Regions from separate parts of the Podarcis muralis genome. Here region 2 is linked to region 1. Evidence: chromatin contacts called from public Hi-C data. All regions are on one chromosome and are shown on one strand. Each heading gives the region's core, a stretch centred on a gene start, on an enhancer-like site or on the middle of the called end of the contact. The rest is flanking DNA. Distances are from core to core; before and after follow the strand shown.

The links. A called contact is a pair of places that touch in the nucleus more often than the background predicts.
Region 2: a Hi-C map of blood shows a contact between it and region 1, with 5 times the contacts expected there. The contact joins the promoter of CLCN4 here to the promoter of MID1 in region 1. A contact is called at or near these places in 2 of 3 Hi-C or Micro-C datasets (blood and tail).

The regions. Positions count from the first base shown.
Region 1 is chr4:68,514,771-68,519,952 of rPodMur119.hap1.1, reverse strand. MID1 (midline 1) reads right to left here and starts at 1,981. Exons shown (of 12, transcript XM_028727705.2): 1 at 1,964-1,981; 2 at 342-394.
Region 2 is chr4:68,888,908-68,894,089 of rPodMur119.hap1.1, reverse strand. It overlaps CLCN4 (chloride voltage-gated channel 4), which reads left to right and starts at 2,881. Exons shown (of 12, transcript XM_028727708.2): 1 at 2,881-3,004.

The sequences.
Region 1 (5,182 bases), core at 732-3,231:
AATATGTTCTGCATACCTCTTAACAAATGAACAAAGGTATCATTCAAAAAAAATTAGACTTCACTCAACAGGAAATATTCCAAATTATCAAAGATTTACAGCTCATCCTGATAATTCCTCTCAGAGGCCCTGAGTGATCTAGGCTGGCCTTTGCTTACAGGCAGACTTACAACCTAACACAGCTATTCACTGGCAACAGGTCACACAGAACAGTGACAGGGATTACAACCACAGAAAAGTGTCCTATACAGAGAGGCAGATTATTGGCCCATTTAGCTAAGTATTGTCTACACTGACTGGTAGTTGCTCTCCAAGGTTTCAGATAAAAGTCCTCTTCTTACCTGAAGGTGTCAGGAACAGAACTTGGGGGTTCTAGGCATGCAGATCATCTACTCTAAATGAAAATAAAAGGGAGCATAAGTTCGCAATAAGCCTTTAATATAAAAACTAAGAACATCCCTTACATAAAGGATATGAAATAAATAGTACATATTAAATGAAAATATGTTTTCTAAAATCCTTATAAGTGCAACTTATATGAATTTTGTTTCAATATGTATTTATCCGGAAGACATGGAGGGCAATAGGAAGAAACTATAGGATGCTCCTTTACAGATGACACATTTATGAAAACGAAACACCCCTCTGGAAACAAATCAATGTTTGTTTGTTTTTAAAAACCCTATAGACCAAACCAAACTATATAGTTCTCTGGCTGAGGTAATTTGAAGAGAACAGTTCCGCAGTTTAAGAACTTTCTTTTGCCTCCAGGCATGAATAGCATTTCAGTGGCAAGGTGACTGACAGACAAGGCGGCTAAAGGATTGTTCTTCGTGGAGAAAAGCATTCTGGAGACATTGGATCACAACGTGTTATTGTCACACCAAATTCTGTTTACTATTTCTCTTCCAATTTCCATAATCAATTTGCCTGCATGACTAAATTGAGGATTCGCTCAGTTATCTTGATTCACAGCATCAAGCCTGCTTTGGAAGTAAACAAGGGAATCATATGCTTCCATGAGATTTTCAAAGAGCAATTTGGTTTCTGTGCCTGCCAGTAACATAAGGATGCCAAGCCAATAAAACCTACCCACAAGGCAGAACACACAAATCAAAATTAGAAGTTTGTGTTACTGCAGATACTCTCCCTACATAGCACCAGTGATTTCAGAAAAATTATGAGGAAGACACAGACCCCCGCCCCTCCTTATGTTTCAGACTATGCAATATTCCTCAACCAAATCTTATAGGCAACAAATTTAGGGACGTAACAATAGCCCTGCTGGGCCAAACTAATGGCCCATCTAGTCTAAAATCCTGTTCCCACAGTGGCCAGCCCTTGGGAAGCCTGCAAGCAAGGACTGAGTGCAATTCTCCCCTCCTGAAATTTCCATTAACTGCTATTCAGGAGCATATGGCCTGTGACTATGGAGACAGAGGAAAGCCATCATGGCTGATAGCTACTCATAGTCTTATACTTCCAGTCTCTTTGTTCAGGTGCCACAAAACTGTTTTGCTGCAACAGACTAACATCACTACTCCGAGTGGCAGAAAAATAAATATTCTTAAAAGCACACACTGTCTGCAAATCACTTTCATTTTGAATATAACATCAGGCCTTTAAAAATCTTGCTGTGATTTTGGGTTCCATCTCACTGAAGTCTCTCTGCTCATGCTTACAAACACTGGGAATAGTTTCATACTACTGGCTCAAGTTTTATCAAACTTAGCAAAATGTTTAGTGGATTATACCTGGGTGAAAGCCAATGGGGTACATCTACCAGCAGGATAAATTTCCTCCCCCTCCCCATGTCCCAAAAATCAGCTTTAGTACAGTTTGGGGACTATCTGGGGGATGCACAATGGACTATAAAAGGGGAAGGTATGCTGATATTCCCCACTGTTCTTATGTTATGCCCAATTCTACATGATTTCAGTCATTAAAGTTAAATAAAACTTACCTCCTGGTAAACATGCTTTGGAGCTGTAAATAAAGAGGCCATCCAACTAAAAATAGCTATTACCACAGTCCTAAGTCATCTGCTAAGAAAAATGAGACTTACCTTCCCTGTAGCCTGAGAGAGCACAGCTGAAGCTAATTTTCCTGATGTGCCTGTTACACTCACCCACCTTCCCTTAAAAAGCATGGCTTGCAGTAGCTATTTTTGCAGCCTATGGGGTATTACCAAATGCAGTTTGGGTCCACCGTGATTTTGCATTGATTTAATTAAGTTAATTAAATTTATCTGCTGTGTTTTGTAAATAAAACAGGCAGAAGGTAGAACACTGAAAAAACAAATTGTTGTTGAACACGTTTCATGGTAATCTGGCATTCTGCTATGGCTAGACATAAAAACAGGGGACGTGGGAGTACCTCAGGTTAAGAACTGTACCTCAGGATGAGAACAGAAATCGCGTGGCGGCAGCGGGAGGCCCCATTAGCTAAAGTGGTACCTCAGGTTAAGAACTGTTTCAGGTTAAGAATGGACCTCCAGAATGAATTAAGTTTGTAACCAGAGGAAGGCACCACTGGGCTCTGACTGTCAGTTGCCACGTGACTGTTGTACAAGATGTGGGAGGAAGGAAGACACAAAGGACACTCCATCCCATAAGACCAGTGGGAGTTCAGCCTGGCCATAATAAATACAGTAGTACCTCTGTTTACGAACTTAATTGGTTCCAGAGGTCCGTTCTTAACCTGAAACTGTTCTTAACCTGAGGGAATACTTTAGCTAATGGGGCCTCCCGCTGCCACCGCACGATTTCTGTTCTCATCCTGAGGTAAAGTTCTTAACCTGAGGTACTACTTCCGGGTTAGCGGAGTTTGTAACCCAAGGTGTTTGTAACCCGAGGTACCACTGCACACAAATGTCTGTTTACAATGCACCTCTTGTCCTGGTATTTTCAGAACAATCCTATCACATCTGCCTGTCCCCTCCATCTCTCTTATGCCCTTTGAATTGTTAAGCTTGGGGACAGGGTCCGTGCCTTATTAAAAGACGACTCTCTACCCCTTTACAAAGATGCCTTCAAACATGACAACCCAGTCATGTGGAAATCCCTTGCAGATGACCACAGTGCCTGGAGACAGACAGTCAAGTCGTGTGACCAGGAGAAGGAATGACCACTGGGAGGAGAAATGCCATGGTGCATCTGCAACAGCACAACTGGACGCCTTCATCTGCCCCAGCTGCAACAAAACATGTCTCTCCTGTATTGGTCTCTACAGCCACAGCTGGCACTGCAACTTTCCTACAGTTTGACTTCACCCCCAAAGGCACACTCCTCCATTGTCTCCCGACACAGATGGATGCCAACAACTCCTTCTATAACTAAATAGAATTGCCACTGTTCATTTTCTGAACCAGTTTTTCTAATCGCCTTGTAGTCCCTAAATGCCCACTGTTAGCAGCTTGAATAGTTTCCCTCTCTTTAGCCCCGTAACACAGAACTCATATTCAAAATTATTAATGCAGGCCTGAAAACTCTAAGTGAATTAAGAGGTAATCAACCTAGGTTATTTAATCAGTAGCCAATCTTGAATATATGTCCATGGCTTTTCTGTGAGGCCATATAGATTCGCCCAGTCTGTTGGTTTTCTAAAGATGTGATCATTCTTGTCTACACATTTATTTATCTGTGGCTTGGAACACAGAGACACATCTAGCGTATTGTGTGGTAAGACAGCCTCCTAGTGGCCATATTTGAATCTCTCTGGCAACAGTGCAAGTGCACATACTTCAAACAGAATGCTTTAGTTCCAACAACACTTCCTTCCAAAAATGTTATTTCCGATTATAGCCAACCACAAGGTATTCAGTAGATGAGATCCTTGGCTACATGACAAATATTCTGTGGACTCAACAGTTTCTCACAGTATTTCAGAGCAGGCCTGAGAGAGTACTCATTTCCAGTTGATTTTAAAATAAATATACGACAAACACTGTGAAACTCCTAGAATTTCATGCACTGGCAAAAAACAAAACAAAAACAAAACAAAACTTAGACGTGACATTGCCATCATAATAACATGTCCCTGGAAGGAGAATAACAGAAAAGAGCATTAAATGTGCAAATGGCACAAATTTATTTTAAATTCTGGTGAAGTTGCAAATGTAACCTCTGGTCCAACACAAGGCTATTCAAGGCCACACATCTTGACTGATCTGTGTGCAACTTTCCATAGTCCTTTCTATCCATGCATAATGAGAGGACTAAATAAATACAGCTAACAAGCTTCAAACTACATTATTGGTCACCCATTTACAAACAGCAAGCAGATCCACCATTCATTGTGAGAGGTTTATATTCTTCTCTTGAGACCTAAGCACAGCTGAGACTCGTTGAGGAAATAAAAAGACAAAGTTGAAGACAATGTGTTTAGTCCTGTTAAGACAATTTCATGGATTAGTTTTGATTTTTCATATCACACACATACAAAATACATACTTTAAAAGTGCATTTACTGTACCCAGCGAGCAGTGTATAATAAAAGTTATCCTCAAATAATGAACATTTCACAGTATTTAACTTGAGCAAGCTTGTTCACTACTTGATCTAGACAAACACTAACAACTGAATTTTCTGTTACCCAAAGTATTCTTTGGCGATCACTCGTAGCCGAGTAAGATTGTCTTCCATAAACACGGTTTTAACAATGAGTCCGTAAGTGACTGTGGAGGCCTATTCTGGATCCACACATCCTTCTACAGTGGGGACATTGATTTCCGGGTGGGAGTTGATCACGGTGTGAATTTGCCAAGCGTGCCTTCCTCTTAGCACGTTTCTCCCTTGCGTCCTAAGTTCAAGTGTCTTCAAAGCCCATGACACCTTTGGTAAAGGCTGTTCTCCAACTGGAGCGCTCACAGGCCAGTGATTCCCAGTTGTCAGTGTTTATACTACATTTTTTTAGATTTACCTTGAGACAGTCTTTAAACCTCTTTTGTTGACCACCAGCATTACGCTTTCCATTTTTAAGTTCGGAATAGAGTAATTGCTTTGGAAGACGATAATCAGGCACAGTAGTACTAAAGGTGAGTTTACCTGGTACATTCACAGTACACATAATCATGACTATTTCGAATCTAATTCATACACCCTAAACAGATGATGGCTCTTGATTCAGCCAGATCTCTATCCTGGAAAAACGGTGGGGTTTTGGGGAGGGGAGAATAAAAAAT
Region 2 (5,182 bases), core at 1,632-4,131, 370 kb before region 1:
TAGAGTCTGGCAAGACTGGCCCGTACAGGCAGGGGTACCTTTACCTTACGTTACCTTACTATTACCATCAGTTCCATTCCGTGTTACATACAGTAGCCTTGAAAGGAAACTACAGCACAGATTTGTTACACTACACTCTGCTCAGTTTTACATGTCATGGTTGTAAGAGTGGAAGTTGATGCACTCACATTGACTCTCTATTTAACTTGTCCAGAAATTAGTCCTGAAAGTTCTGTTGTTCCTCTTCACTCAGTGCAACCCAGAACAATAATAAAAGGTAACATGATGGATGTAATAACCAAACTGAAGTAGGACTTCAATAAGATCATTGCAAAATCTTACTCTCTCACCTCCGTTGCAAACAGAAAACACTTAAAATGTGTGAATCATGAGTGATACATTCAGTGGCACCCCATTTTATCTTACTAAGATTGCATCCTAACTCAGACTTCGTTCCATTCAGGTGCGCCAATCTGGGAAAGAGATGGGGGCTGATATCACATCCAGGCGTCACGTGTGATGTCCAGCTGCATCACCCAGGCTTTGCATGGCAGCTTGGCTTTCATGGCTGGTGCCTCCTCTGCCTCCTCCGGTGCCACAGGCTAGGGGCTGCTTCCTTTCTATGGAAGGAGAAGGAGCCACTGTTCCTGGCTCACATGGCTGCATGATGCCTGGATGTCATGCGCGACAGCATTGTATCTGGGCATTGCATACAACATCATAAAATCACGTACAGCATGGATGAACATTGAGGGGGTCAAAGGGTTTCAGCCCCTAGGAGTTTTCACCCCGATTCCATTTATGGAATGCCAAACTTGGAAATAAAGATGTAAACATTGGTGCAAATAGTTCTGAGTAATTAAGATGGAAACATGAAAACAAAGGATGAGAGGTTGGTTTGCATGATCTGTTGATCTGAGGGGACATATTCATCATGGTCTAATCTTCTGCCAGGAGAACCGATACATTTCTAACTATATAATAAAACTGTAAGGCTGTTACGCTGCCATTAGGCATCCATGCAAACTAGCACGATAACAAAGCAGGCAGATGAGTGAGCAAGTGGCCCAGAAGACTAGTGCAGATGGGGCACAGCCCAGGTGAGCCGCAGAGGAATAGACAGGACAGGGCAGCTCCAGAGCAATTATCCTGCTGTGTTGCCACTGCTCATCTGGCACAGACCCCACTGATTGGGCCTCTGCAGTGTCATAGGCCACGGAAGAAAGAAATGGCAGCAGTGCGGGATGGCTGCTGGAAAGGTGCAACGGTCTGTCCTGACTTCTGTCAGCTCATGGGTTTAGGCAAGCAGGTAAGGGGAAGCAAAGCAGGGTTTGCAAACTGTAAGGGGAAGGGGGTTTGGCAAGTTATAAGCGGAGTGGGGCATAGTTTGGGCCAGGGGTGCCAACTTGAATAAAATACTGGGGGAGCAAGTAAACCTTACCCCTCATAATCATGTGATGCAGCACATACACACCATTTGAATGGCAATGCCCATCAACTTGGGGTGGGGGCAGACCCCTTCAGATATTTTATTGGGGGGGGGGCGAAGACCCATTGGCCCCTAGGAGTTGGTTTCTGTGGTTTTAACAATGCCTGAAGGAAGGGTGTGAGGTTTCAGAGGGCTGAAAGGTATGGTTTGACAAGGTTAAGGGGAGGGGGGGTTGGGGAGGCATAAAAGAAATGAGGGAGAGGGGATGAGGGTTTAGCAAGGTGTAAAAGGAGTGGGGGGGTTGGTGGAGGGGTAGGTGGGCCAGCTTGGGGAGCAGCCCCTCATTCATCAATATTTATAAACATCGACTCTTTAATACGACAAAATCAGTACCTGTTAAGCAAAATGAAAGATCCTTTTACTTAATCACAGCTCTTTCCTCCTTAAATTTGCAGCTCTGAGCACGCACGCTACATTTTGGTTTGAAGCATGTAAATCGCCAAACCGATCGTGCCCAAATATTAGTGTGTCTGAATTTGAGGCGCCTTTGAGCTTGATGCCCAGGCCAAGTGGCCCTCCCGCCTGCCCCTTCCACCCCCACCCCATTGGCCCTGCAAACAAGCATGCCTGCAATCCCTTTCAGACTTTCCTCAGAGTGGAAATTTCAGTTTAAGGGGAAGGGCGGCAAAATGCAGCCCTTCGGAGGCATACCCAGACTATGCCTCCAAAATATTAGCCTGGTATGGTGTTTGTGTGCACACTGAGGGAAAAGGAGGAAATGAATGCTATACAGTATAGAAATCCTTCCCTGGTTTGGGAAGAACCCTGCTCTTGTTCTCATTAACGTCTGGGGTTTTTATTATTGTTGTTAAATATATATATTTCATTCTTGTTGAATGAATATTCTCATCCTAAACTGAAGCTGTGTCAGTTTCTCTCTGTTTTCACTGGACAATCTATGACATAATCCTGAATAAAGTCCACATTTCAACTAATGCACTTTCTTTTAATACTTGTGCATTATTATATATAATACACAAGTACTAAAAGAAACTGCATTAGTGTATTACACACACACACACACACACATTACTCAAGTACTAAAGTATTATACACAAGTACTAAAAGAAACTGCATTAATTGAAATGTGGGATTTATTCGGGATTGTGTCATAGTTTGTCCAGTGAAAACAGAATATTCATTCAAAAAGAATAAAAAAATTTCTAACTACATTCTGCCCCCCCCCCACATTCCCCCCCCCCAAAATAAGAACATAACAAGACTGTGCATGAAATAGTCATCTAATAGCATAGCTGCAAAATAAAAAGAATCCACAAGTAATTGCAGTGTCAGCTGCGAAGGTGGAAGCAAATTTCTCAACAGGCTGATTTTAATGCTGAAGGATTGGACGCCGGCTGCTGCCTGTCTCTCAATCAGCTCTCCAATAGAGAGAGCACGCAGTCACGTGACTGCTACGGCTTCCTGCATATGACATCACTGCCTTTGCAGCCATAGCAGGAAAGAAAGGATGGTGTCTGGAATTTGGGGGTTGAACTAAACGATGTTGCATTGCAGGTAAGAGGAGAACACCCTCCATTAACACCACTTACTGGGCTTTTGCCCTTCTGGCTTTGTTTTGAAATCAACCTCTGTCGAGCAGGTTTCCTTTTTTTGTAAATAAAAGCGTGGCACGGTCTGTGCTGGCAGGTGCAAAGGCTGTTTTGCTTGTTCCCCAGATCTTCCGGCTGGAGAGTTCCGGAGCTGTGTTGTCAGATGGGGCGTTTTTTAAGCTGAAGTAGGCAATCCGTTGTCAGTGTTTTAACATATTTTTTGTTAAAAAATGAGCAAGGTACAATTTCATTAGGGGGGCAGGAGAGGAGCGATTGTATTACCAACGCAGCTGTGCAGCCTTTACAGCATATTGATGTCAGCATTTGCATTACAATGTAAATTTTCCCGTGTTTTTAAGGGAAGTGTTAGTCATCAAATTTCTAGCGTAATTTTCATTCTGTTTGTGAATTCTAGTTATTTTTGTTTGTGGGGAATTAACACCCAGTATTAAGCCATGCACAGAAATGCTTTGGGAGTGGGTGGGTGTGCTTATCTGCTACAGCTAAATGACTTCCTTGTCACACTGGATAGGGAGATATAGAAATATAATTTATATTTTCTTTTCAATTGCTCTGTAGCTATGAGTACATTAATTGGCTTGCATTTACTGTTTATGTGAGAGTTACTTATTAGTAAGGTATTTGGGGATGTTTGGAAATGGATTAACTAGAGTGATGGCAGTTGTTGGACAGGGTCAAATATAAAAGAGCAGTATAAGAATGGAACACTGGAACAGTTTTCAGTTTCTGTCAGGACATGGTGAAATATGTCTCTGCCTGAACAAAAAAAGATGACTCATGGTTAAAATGCAAGCAGTTCTTTGCATGCTTTTTAACACTGAAGAGTTTCCATGCTAATTCTTCTCTTGGGAATTTAATATCCGCACATGTTGTACTGTGTCACTAACGAATACCCTCATTGCTGTCATTTGTTAATATTAATAATTATTATAAGTACTATTTTTGTCCTGATACATATGATTATTAATAACCCACTAAATGCTATAAAAATTCATTCTTAATGTCAGTATGTTTATCCAAACAAAGTCTGTGTCTATCGGTAGTCCGTTCATATGTTGCAACTGTGGTTATGTTGTTGATCTATTGAGTAAACAGAACCAAATCTTTATTCTTCCAGTTCATTAGTACCTGTCTCTTGGCCACAGTTAGGGTGCGTAGAATCCATTTTCGTTGTCCAGTAACCAAATTGCTGTCATCTGGACACTGAATGGCCTGGCAGAAAAGTGAGAACCCAGTGCTTGTTCCTTAACACTGAAACGGAGATCTTACACTGGCCTGGGCCTAGACAGCAGAAACAGATCCTTCTTATAACCAAATCCATTCCATATTCCTTCCAAATCCTCTGTTAAAAAGCATTGCCACTTGGGTAGTGTGTATACACAACAGGCCCTTCTGCTCTGTACCAGCCTACTCCTGGAATTATTTCAACCATGTATTATTACCTAGCTTAGTTTTCTTCCCACATTCATAGCAAATAAAGCACCTTGCATTCCTTGATCACTGATGATGGGTTGTATATTTGGTCAGTTCACTGTGGATTGAATTCTATTCTATCCTGCTTTGTTAGCCTTCAATTTTATCTTTGTACACTTCTTCGAAATTCAATAATGTTAAGAAGTGCAGAAGTGTTTTAAATAAATGCTTGTAAAGCACAACAGAAACAATGCTAATTTTCCTGCCAACATCTGAGGCAAGTTCAGTTGGGACATGAGAAAGGACATTCTCAGTGTATGTACCTCACCCTTCTGAGAGAGGACCATTTATCAGACCTCTGTTGGCAAGCAAATATATTTTCTTATTTATTTCTAAGATTGCTTTCCTGCCCTTCACCATAAGGTGTGAGAATAAGTGTGGGTTGCAACAATAAAACCACCCAATTAAAAACAACAGGGGAAACTGTTTATACAATTATTATATTTTAAATCAAGTAAAAGAATTCCAAACAGAAGCAGTACAGAATAGGTAAAAGTAACAAACCAGATGATGTGCATCCCATAAAACTACCTCTTAACTGTCAAAGGCCAGGATAACCAGATGCTGCTTCAGCATATGAGAGAAGATGAATGATGGTGTTAGATGCACCTCTCTGGGGTTGGCGTTCCACAGGAGAAGCCCTCTCTCA